2 separate regions of the Gossypium arboreum genome follow, and region 1 is linked to region 2. A link is a contact called in public Hi-C data. All regions are on one chromosome and are shown on one strand. The core of a region is the stretch at or near the end of the contact, and the rest is flanking DNA. Distances in the headings are between cores, read along the strand shown.

Region 1 (5,740 bases), core at 1,858-4,357, 51 kb before region 2:
TAGGCAATGAATGGCAACTTGCTGATGTGGGATAAAGCACCTGTCAGTATGAAAGTTTAGAATACGTAACCATTCTCAAATTAATGCGTCCTTCTAGTTAGTAGTCATTATATGGTTGATAGCCGCTTATGGCTTTTTCATAAAAAAAAAAATTTATCCTCTATACTTTTTAATTATTTTATTAAATATTAAATCCATCAATAATTATTTATTATAATTAATAGTTAGTACCAAATTTATTTTGGGTAAACTCAGCCATGGTCACTTTTACTTATTTAATTTACGTTTTAATCACTTATATTTGAAATGTTACGTTTTAGTTATTTACGTTATCGTGTCGTAACATTTTAGTCATTGAACCGTTAATTGTCTTTAACGGTGTAATGATAAGTTAACATGACATGTTAAATCATTATTTCAAATAAAAATTTTAGGTTAAATTAACAATTGATCTCCATATTTTTTCGTTTTGAGCAATTTAATTTTTTTCTTTTATGTTTTTTTAACTTTTTTTTTCCATTTTCTTCTACTTCTCCCTCTATTTTCCTACTTTCTCCATTTCTTTTAACACATCAGAAAGTCGAATTGGCAATGAATAAAGAAGCATGATATGGGTTTATGGGTTTTGATTATAGGCAATAATGGCTTCTGACTTCTTGCTTCTTTCATCACTGTCAATTTGACTTCTTGATATGTTAAAGGAAATAGAGAATGTAAGAAAATAGAGGAAGAAACAAAAAAAAAAAAGAGAGTAAAGTTTAAAGAACATAAAAGAAAAAAATTAAATTACTCAAAACAAAAATATATATAGGGAGCTATTGCATAATTTAACCTAAAATTTTTATTTGAAATAAAGATTTAACGTGTCACGTCAGCTTACCATTACACCGTTAACGGCTCAGTGACTAAAATGTTACAACACTATAACATAAGTGACTAAAATGTAACATAAGTTAAACAAAAGTGACCATAAATATACTTTACCTTTTTATTTTTCACACGTAATGATGAGATTTGACATCTAAATAATTTTTTAGATTTTACTAGCTTTTTTTTTTTTTTGTTACCCATTGTTCCTCTTCCCATTCATAAAACATCCAATCCATTTGAAAGTAAATCACCTTTATCATATATAGCCAAATGGAAGATTTTAACATAACCTTTAAAAGAAAAATGGAACCCATTAAAATACAAGTAAAAAAAATCTTAAAATTTGAAGCATGGTTTAATAAAAAATGCCAGTGTCACTGAAATTTGTTTAAGAAAAAATAAGAAGGTTAGAATTTAGAAGTGTGTGGTGAAATAGGACAGGAGTGCAGTCAGCAGGTTAATATATGAGAGCAATCATGTCATCTCCCCGGCGCGAATGAAGGGAGTAAAAGAAAAAACAAAAGTCTTGGGACAAAGAGAAATGAAGAGTGTGATAGCTGTGTTTTGCCATAGCTGGGCACTCAGTCTGTCTGTTTTCATGACTTTTAACCCTATCTTTGTTGTCGGAATGTATACCATCCCATCGGTCTAAACCTAAATCCAGTCCACCCGCCCCTACTCCTCCAACATCCCACTCTTTACTTTATTTGAGTAATGTAGATTCTGAAAAACATACACGACAAAGAATTTCTGTCTGATGTCAAATAAAAAATATATATTATTATTACTTTTTCTATTATTATGTTGTTAAATATGTCAAGTTTGATTAAATGATTAGTAGGGGAAAATGAGAGATCCGGGGTATCTTCATTCTTGTAGATTACCAAAACCAAATTTAATGCTCCAACAACCAGATCAGGATATCCCCTAAATTTTGCTCATTTTATTTATTTTCACTATTAATAACATTTTCTTAATTTTATGACATTGGAATGGTGGAATCCTATGTTTTGAAATTGGTGATGTAACTGGGTAAGATTTGTTAAAAAAGAGAGTGGAAAACAACTCTTTTGAGTATGGATCCCGTTGTCAAGGGTGTGATCTTCGCTCTGGTTATAAAATAATTTTAAAATTCGTGATCAATATCTATTCTTTAATAAGTTTACAGAATGCGAAAAATTAATTATTAAATTTATTTTCATAAATACCTTGAAAAAAAATATTATTAAGTTTAATTTTTTAACATGTGTTTTAGAGTCTATCTACTGGCCTTCTCATGATTTGCTCCTGGAGCATCATGAGATGGGTGGCTATTAACTGTTTGAAGAATTTGGTAGGCAGGTGGATGTTGGTCATGTTTCATGTGAATTTTACGCCAACTTTTACCGTTAACTCGTTATTTTTAAATCGGTAGTTTTAATTTTAATATTATTTGAATTTTAAAATTTTAATATTAAACACTTAATTAAAATTTATTATTAATGTATTACACGTAAAACTGTATATCTAATACATGTTTTTCAATTTGATTATTTATAATTCTTATAATTTTAAAATTTAAAATTTTAATATTGATGTAAATATGGTTAAATGTATTAATTAAATTTCCTACAAAAATTGCAAGAGCAATGTACAACAGATGGATGTATGTTTTGAATGAGTTAGATGGAATATTTTCTTTCTTTCTTTCTTTGTAAATTAAAGTCCTGAACAAGTGATAGAGCTCATCTAAAAGGTTCAATTGCAGACGAGCTTTAAATCCAATTTCATCAAATCATGATGACCCTGAGGAGCTTATTTGAAAGCCTAGGTAGGCCATTAAGAAAAACAGTAGGATTTGAGTTAGATATGAAAAAACCTCTATTTGAAAGTGAAGCCAATAGGTCCGGCCCTTACACCCAACCTAAATGTCCACACAAAAACAAATAAAGACAAACTAGGCTAGCTGCTCATACCAACTGTCCAAAGAAAACATAAAGAGCATAGAAAGGAGTAAACCAGCTGGCACACAAAACAAAGCTTTACCATTCCAGGCATGTGAAACACAGCGAGTTTCAACACCCAGAAAAAACACTGATGAAAAAACGATTAGAAGCATCCTCGAAACTCAGAAACAGCCCTTGTAGCCCTTGTCGCTTATCCTCTTGTATCTGCTGTAACATGAAACTCGGCACCTCCTCTATCCAGTACCTTTAACTCCCCTTCTTCATGCCTGTTGCCGCAAGAATATGTGTTGCTTTGTTACCATCCCTGGGCGTGAATCGAGCCTCACAAAAAAGGATATGCCGAAACAACAATCCAGTATCTTCAACAATGGGTCTAACTAGTGAGAAACACGGCGACAACTTCTTGACGATACACAACGAGTCCCCTTCTAAATCGTCTAATTAGTTGTGTATTTCTGTTTTCATCATCCAACTATACAAAATTTCATTTTCGTCTCTATTGCATGTCCTTTTAAATTGGTATAATTACACATTAAGATTGTAAGGTTTACACATGCTATCAATTTAATCCCAATTTTAAATAATTCAACAAATTTAACCTCTATATTTACAATTACTATTAATTTGATCCTGTTCTCCTCCTCCCTAATTGTCACTTTCTCTGTCGCTGCGACAACTAACTTATCATTGATCCCTGCACCAGCTATTTTTTATTCGTGTTCTCGCTATTGCCATTGTTATCCTTTTTCAATGGTGCAACTGCTACAGTCGCCTCTTCTGCTGCCCTCCACCTACTCTGCGTCACAATCACTTTCTCTACCATAAATACGATCATTCATTCTCCTTCTTCGATTTATAAAATATTATTTATTTTAAATAGTATTTACATGAAATATGTTATTTTTATTTTAAAATAATAAACGTCGTGGAAAAGAAAACTAATTTTCTAAATATTAATTAATAACGTTATCAATTCCTTAGTTTTATACGTGGAGCAGGGATTTAAATTGCGGTTGTGGCCGCGTTTTTTTGTCTCATTGCATTTATCACGGTTGCAGACATAACGGATGCTATTGCGGTCATCATGGTATCACGGTTGTGAATTTTTTTAAAATTCGTACAACTTATTGTAAAACATAATAATTATAATTATAATTATAAAAAGTCACTTTTAATGACTTTTAGAGTGTTTTTAACACATGAACTTTTATTAATATGATATGAGAACACAATTTTTACAATCATTAATTATTCTTATATATACTTACGAATTTTCTAAGAATGTTATATTAACTAATAACAAAGTAAAAAAGGAAATATTAAACATTTATCATATTTAATAAGTTTGAAAGTTTTATAGATAAAATAATTTAAAATTCATACTTGAGAGATGTCTTCAATATTTCTTGTGACTTTGAAGATGGTGAAGATATAAACATTCTATCTTGCAAAAGGAAAAAGGAATAGATAAATATATAGATTCTCATTAATTATTTCTATTTCCTACCACTTATTCTCACTATCATTCTACTTTTATATATAGTTTAACATGCTTCAATTCTTAATTATCTTTTCATAAAATATACTTCATTCATTTATCTAAAGATATATTTTAAATGTTTTAATATAATCAAAATTAAGAACATTAACAAAAGTTTTCTTTAAAAAAAACATACCTTACAAATAATGGTAGCGGTACGATTTAGTTTTCACCAATTAGTGGAATGACGCGGAGTATCAAATCTTTCACATTCACTTTGAAAGTGTTCTTGACTTGATTCTCTTGGCCTTTATCCAAAAATATATCCAAAAAAAGTAACATTTTCACCTTGGTTTTCATATAATTGATATGGAGGATATATTTGGAGAGGAGGATACATGAGAGGCGGAGGTGGGTGATACATTGGTGGTAGAGGATGCATTTGAGGCTGGTTTGGCATACCATAATTAGGAAATGGTGGATAATAACCATATGGTTATGGATAACCATGTGAAGGTTGAAAATATGAAGGTTGTTCTGGTAAATAAAAACCTTGAGTGCTAGTAGATGAATCATTATACTCGAGGTTACTAGAGCTCGATCCCTTACCAGATGAAAAGTCTACAAAAGTATGCTTCTTGCCTTTTGTTTTTGATGGAGCTCTAGGTTCACTTTTATCTCTCTTAAGTTCAGGAAACATATATCTATCAAACTCTAATCTATCACGGAAATGTCCACTAGTGGTACCAACCTCATATTCTCCTCTATACCGACTAGAAGACCTAGTTTCACCTCTATCACCACTATGTCCATCATCCTCATCAATTGGAATTAAACCACCACCATCGGGTCCATCGCCACTCTGACTTGGCATTGAACTAGAAGTTGAATGAGACAAATTTTGTTGTTGAGATTGATCAACATCCATTTCATCATCAGAGGTATCCACAGGAAACACACCGGTATTTTCACCATCTAATAATGGATTCTCTTTCTCATGAAGCCATTTTGATAGTGGATCAACATCTTCAAAGATATGATCAAGGCTGATAGGATTAAAACTAGCATTTATATCATCAATGCTCATTCTTTTTTGATGCCTTATCTGAAACCTCATATTATAATAGGTAAACATTAGTTTCTCAAGTTTTTTATACTTTTACCTATTTCTTGCCTTGGTGTGAATATAACTAAATGTGCCCCAATTTCGTTCGCAATTTGATGCAGAAGTTGTTTGACTAAGCACTTTAATTGCTAATTTTTGTAATTCGGGAACATATGTGCCGTATATTATCCACCACTCAGCTGCATAATATTATTTAAATTTCAAAATAACTTCAAAATGTACAATATAATTAAATAATATAAATTAAATTAAATAATTTAATTAACTGTTTACCTAGATTCATTGGCTTCCAAGCTCTTTGTGCTTGTGGAGTACCGA
Region 2 (6,162 bases), core at 2,637-5,136:
CCATATGGGCGTGTAAGCCCATTTTTCTGAAATATTCCGTAAGGTTTGCACGGGTCACCCTAGTTGAATGTGGACCTACTGTAGGGTTGGTAAGCTTTACTTAGACCTCTAATTATGTGACCTGATTGTATGGTGTCTAACTGAGCATGATATTTGTACTGAACGGCATGTATGTTCTATTATTAGCATATTTGCATGACATTTATGGTATGTTGCATTGCATGGGGGTGGGTTGATGTTATTTGGAGGAAGTGTCTAAAAGGCTCTTAAGCCTGTTATCTGGCAACTCAGCTGCAATATTCTGTTTATGTGTCATATTTTGGTACATCATGGTTTGTAGGGATGGGTGGGTTGATTTAATCCCCACATGGTGTGTAGGGTTGGACGAAGATGGTGTGTAGAGGCTGGTGGGTAGGACTCTGATTTACTGTGTCTACATTCTGTATCTGATATGAGCCAAGACCCTAATATAATTCTGAAATCATATCTGAATGGGCTAAAGCCCAAATTGATTCTGTAATGGGTTCAGGCCCGGACTGTAAATAACTGTATTTTGATGTACAACTGTATGCATGACTTTTTGTGGGGATTACACACTGAGTTTGCGAAAACTCTCTCTTTTTGTTTAATCTGTGTAGGTAATCCCTAGACTTGACGAATCAATACGACGGAGGACTTGACGATGGCCACACATAAATTTTAGACTGTTTTCCGTAAATTTTCATATTTTATTACTTATTTGGGGGTTTGATGTAAATTTTGGACTGTTTGGTTTTAAATTTGGGACTTATTACTGTTTTTATGGATATTTAAACTGCAACTCAACAAACCACGGGTTTTCTCTAAAAACTAAGGTTTTCGTAAATAAAAATGGTTTTTCCTAAATTAGTTGGTTACAAAAGCTTCCACTTAAAAGATAAGTTTTGAGGCAAATCACCTAGAGCAAGTTTTTTCAAATTAAATAAAAGCTACTTAACTAGAACGGTTTTTAACTTGACAAGTTCGATTTCAAAATCCATTCCATGTGACTTCGCTAGACTCGGCCATAACGTCTAGGTCGGGTTTGGGGTGTTACACCTACCAACCCTCTTGCTTTGCCCCTAGTCGTTCTAATGTAAAATGGATGAACTATACATATACAATTATACACACTAGCATTGTATTGCAGTAGAGAAAGAAAAAAATGGTCTTTCCATTAAAAACTTTTTATCTATTTTTGCCCTTAATGGTGGGCTTGGTTGGGTTAAAAAGTGGATGAATGAGAGAAGGGAGTGGAAAAGTGGAAAGAAAATAAATTTTGAGTGTGCTTAACAGGGAAGAAAAGTGAGAGGAAAGAAAATAGGAAGGATGATCATTTTCTATTCTAATGCATAAAAATCCTTTGACATTGGAATTATGAGAAGAGAGAAAATGAGAGGTGTGCATGTTAGTACAAAATGATGCATTTTTCAAATATTTTATTTTTTTTCCTTTTGGCTTTACTTGGTAAAGTGAAAAGAAAATTAGAAGGATGAAAAACTGAAGGGATAGAAAACTAGATGGATAAAAAACATAAGTTTTCTTTTTATAGAGTGGAAAAAAAGTTGGAATGTTGGAAAACATTTGAAAAATGTATCATTTTGAACTAATATAGTTATCATTCCAATTTAGAAGTATTGGTTTTGTGCATTAAGATGGAAAATGATCATTTTTCTTTTTTCTTTTTTTTCCTTCTAACTTTTCTTCTCAACCTAGCACAACCGGAATTTATTTTCTCCCCACTTTTTCACTCTCTCCTTTCATCATTTTACTTTTTTACTCAACCAAGCACACCCTTCATTTTTCTACTTATCCAGCAATGGATGGAAAGAAAATTTCTTCTCTTTTCATTTTTTAATTCTTCCTATCAAGAATACCTATGAAAAAAAAATAAATATAATTTTCATTTTTCTATCCTTTCACGTTTTCATCTTTCCAATTTTCCTTTTACTCAATCAAACAAAGAATAAAAAATTAATTTCTATATTTTTATCAAACCTGTTACGTATTTCCCTAGTTTATATTTATTATTTTAGTCTTTAATCGATTAATCCCTAAATTGAATACCAATTTCTTCTCAGCTATATTAAAACTTGATAAGAACATTTAGTTGGTCTCATTTTTACTTGTGTTTCAGCATGTTTCTTCAACTTAGGCGCACACCAAATAAAAATGCTTTAATAAAAGAAAGATTGTTACTGGTGATGGTTGCACTCTACTGTACTGGTAGTTGGAGTGGACAAAATTATAAATATTAAAAATATTAAAATATATTAAAATTGATTGGTTAATCAATTTATTTTAACGATTAAAATTATCAATAATGAAAAATCGTTAATAGAGGATTTCATTGATTTTTTTATTAATGATAAAGGCTTAATTGAATACAAATTTAATACAGGGGCTTAATTTTTTTTCCTTTTTTAAGAGTTTCTTTTAACATGTAATCCTATATAGAAAATCATCAAATTAGATATGATATTGCTAGTGTCACGGACCTGGATCAAAGCCCGCGACAATTGCGTAAAGAGTGTCCCATAGAGGTCAATTGATGAAATGAGACTCATTTAATTCAATTGAATTGACTTGACTCATGGAACTCATGGAGAAGTCTATCTAATTGAAGTGTTGGTTACCTAATTAAACATTCCAGTAAAATTAGAGTTATCAAGGTAAATAGTGTAAATCCTAAAGGAATAAGATTATATAGAGTTTAAATCGCTTAGTATTATCAATTGTAGATAGACTCCAACCTTGACCGTCAATGTAACCCAACCAGTACTGTTAGTTTTAGGGGAGCTCAACTAAATAGAAGTATTTCTCCTCATTTGTAATAATTTCATTCGTAGTTGTAAATATATTTGAGAGCATTTACTCAAACACTTGGTGTGCATTACTTTCTCATTGACTTTTCTGCTCTACATTGTTCTTTTAGTTCGAGTTTGTTTCCACTATATTTCAGTGTCTTAGAGATCTTTTACGAAAATTCTCACTTTTATTTAGGCAGATTTGAAGCAAATAAATTGCAGGTCGCGCAGTTTGCAAAATTAAAGTTCTAGCCTTGTGACACTAGGAGATAGTTATAGTTGTGATAAGGAAGTAATCTCCTGAAGAAAATGATGGCTTCCTCCTTCCTAAAAATACTTTTTAAATCAAATCATTAGTCAAATTGATCAGACTGTTGGTTTGTCGATCTGATCGGTTTGACTACCAATTCAATCGACTTCCAATTTAATTGGTCCAAAAACACCTTCCAAATTAACATATTAATTGACTCTCAATTTAATCGATCTGATCCATCAATCTGATCTAAATCAAATAACATTGCTAAATGGTTTATATGTCTTAATCTCGCTTCATGACTTAGAAAACCTCGCAGACACAATTATCCCCCCATCAAATTAACTTCAATTACAAGCAACTCATATCATCAAAAGCTCTCTCTAACCGCATCCGGGCCTCGCATTTCCTGTGCCATAAGTTGTTTCTAATTACAGAAAATCAATTAGACAACCCTGATAAAATAATCGTGACCGTTGGATTTACACAAACATGATTGAGCTTGATCATCATCCTCCCCCCTCCCATTATCTGTTGTCAAAACTTGAGGATGAAGGAAAGCGTAGAAGGGTATCCTTGCTAATATAATTAAATCAAGAGGACATTTACGTCATTTTCTAATGGTGTGAATCCTGCATTGCCAAAATGCAATGCAAGCGCACTTATCTGTTTTCTGCTGGTACCACTGTTGGTGCATGCAAACAAGTATTGCAACTGTTATTTGTGAACTAGAAAATGAAATTTACAATTTAGATTAAATGACTTAAATGCCCTAACAATGATTTAAGATGATTGAAATCCAAGGGAAAAAGTAGGTAAAGAGTTGAAAATTCTAAAGTGAACAAGGGGTAATTCTATGATGTGCTTATTTAACGGTTTTGATTCCAGAATTCCTCTCTACAATTCACTGCCAGGCCACTTTTTTCCCTCCAATTCGATATTACGGTGTTTTTTTTTTTTTTACTTTTTTCTGCTTTCTCTAAATTCTTTTTTCAAGCTTCGGTATGCAAAACGACAATGTTTCAACCGCCTACGGTGACCTCGCAGCCGGAGAACTGAACCATCACCAGAATGGCGGAGTTTACGCTTCCTCCGCCGCCAACTCATCCGCCTCTCTCTTAGCTCTCCACCATCCCCGCATTCTCATGCAACAGCATCAAGATATGATCAACCGTCACAGCCTCTGCCTCTCGCGCTTCCGCGAAGCTGCAAAAGAAGCCGAATCACTCCGCCAAGAGAATACTTCTCTACGATCAGTCAACCGCGACCTCAACAAGCAACTCAACGCACTGATCCAAGCCTCTGTTCAGGATCACTTTGCATCCTCTGATTACAACACCGCGCCGTTTGATTTGGTGAACGCGTTGGAAGGACTTTGTTTCGGCGGCGGCGTAGGAGAGGAAGAAGTTTCTGATATGGAAGGTGAAGTGGATGTCGAGAGGGTTAAGTTGCCTAAGAGCATATCGATTAGATCTAACGAATATCAGAAGATGATGAGTAAAGCTGGAGCAGCGAGTCATCGTGGTAAAACTCGGGGACTAGCTCAGACTTCTAATGCTTCTCAACAGATCAGAAGAGCTGTGAGTATAATTTTGACTTACTTCTAATTCTTTCCCTTATTCTGTTCGGATAGCAAATTCGTAATTGCCAGTCTATTGTTCTACATTATGTACATATCGCCAGTTTATTTTCATTTTTAGAGTTATATTTATTTGCTTATTTCTAAAGCTATATGTCAGGCAAAGCTGGCATCAGAACAATATTCTCGCAGCCAAACGACGGAACGAGCACCATTAAGCATTAATTACATTTTTTATTACGGTTTTATTTAGTGAATACCTTCTCTGACTTGGTAATGAAGCAATACAATAAACTTAATTATTTTAGACGCGACTGAGATGATGATATATATTTAGTTCAAATTTATTCTTGTTAGTGCCTTTTTAGCCTTTTGGGGGAGAAGTGAGGAGCCAGTTCAAGGGACTCTGAAATCATCCTTGTGTTTTATCTGTATAACATGAAAATTTGTTAGTTTAGAGTTAAGACTTTTGAAAGTTAAAACGATGGCGTTAGTAAGATTGTTAACAACCAGAGGTTTGCTTAGACGTGTAAGGTTTTGTTTGTATGGTGAACTGCCTTGTTACCACCAAAAGAATGTGAAATGAGAATATTAGTAATAGATTATTCATTTGTTTCTTGTTCTTAATTAAATTTTATTGAAATGAGAATATTAGTAATAGATTATTCATTTGTTTCTTGTTCTTAATTAAATTTTATAATAGATAGGGTGAATAATGTCTTTAGGCGAATGTAAAGCAGAAGGTGTACGTGCAAGGAGGGAAGGAGGAGGAAGAGCTACTTGAACTGGAAGTATACAACCAGGGCATGTTAAAGACTGAGCTCTGCAACAAATGGCAAGAGACTGGTGCCTGTCCATATGGTGACCACTGCCAGTTTGCTCACAGTGTCGAAGAGCTCCGCCCTGTAATACGCCACCCTCGATACAAGACTGAGGTCTGCAGGATGGTCCTTACTGGTGATGTCTGTTCCTATGGCCATCGATGCCACTTTCGTCACGCACTTACTGAACAGGAGAAGTCCGTTGGCCACCTAAAGCCCCAAACCAGGTAAACCTATTCGTTCAGGCGATTATCATATTGGTTGGTAGCTGTAGAGATGTTCATATAATTCTGAACCCCAGTTTTTTTTTTTTATATAAATAATGTGCTTAATCCAGTCAGTTTATAGGTATGATGAACATGTATTAAATTTCGAAATTGGAATCATAAAATCAAAGAAAAAGTTACTAAAGATGGAGATTAGTAGAGGCTTTGTGTTCCCCGATGGTGGGAGATTTGTTGAGGTGATATCAGATATGCACTTTTTTCTTTTTACTTCTCTTTAATATGTTTGTTTCGTCAAGTAGCATGAGTACTTACGGGAATGTTTGGTGCGCTTAAGCCAAGCAACAATCCGACAACAACTAAAAAACATAACCATTAATGGTAATTATGTTCTTAGATTCTGGCAAGGTAAGCAACTTCCGTGAAGTCAATATTGATGTCATTAGCCATTTGAAACTCC

What was found. A called contact is a pair of places that touch in the nucleus more often than the background predicts.
Region 1: a contact with region 2 is called in a Hi-C map of leaf, with 2.4 times the contacts expected there. The contact joins the enhancer-like site here to the promoter of LOC108456062 in region 2. A contact is called at or near these places in 2 of 5 Hi-C or Micro-C datasets (both in leaf).

The regions. Positions count from the first base shown.
Region 1 is chr3:10,122,383-10,128,122 of ASM2569848v2, reverse strand. No RefSeq gene overlaps it. Among protein-coding and RNA genes, the nearest start is that of LOC108457167, 6.3 kb to the left of the region's middle. Within about 2 kb of position 3,107, at least 2 of the 2 cell types and tissues checked have an H3K27ac peak or open chromatin away from gene starts, as enhancers often do. A contact at or near this core is called in leaf, where this site is marked.
Region 2 is chr3:10,071,785-10,077,946 of ASM2569848v2, reverse strand. LOC108456062 (zinc finger CCCH domain-containing protein 15) reads left to right here and starts at 3,886. Exons shown (of 2, transcript XM_017754654.2): 1 at 3,886-4,658; 2 at 5,398-6,162. The coding sequence starts at 4,083. The coding sequence ends at 5,709.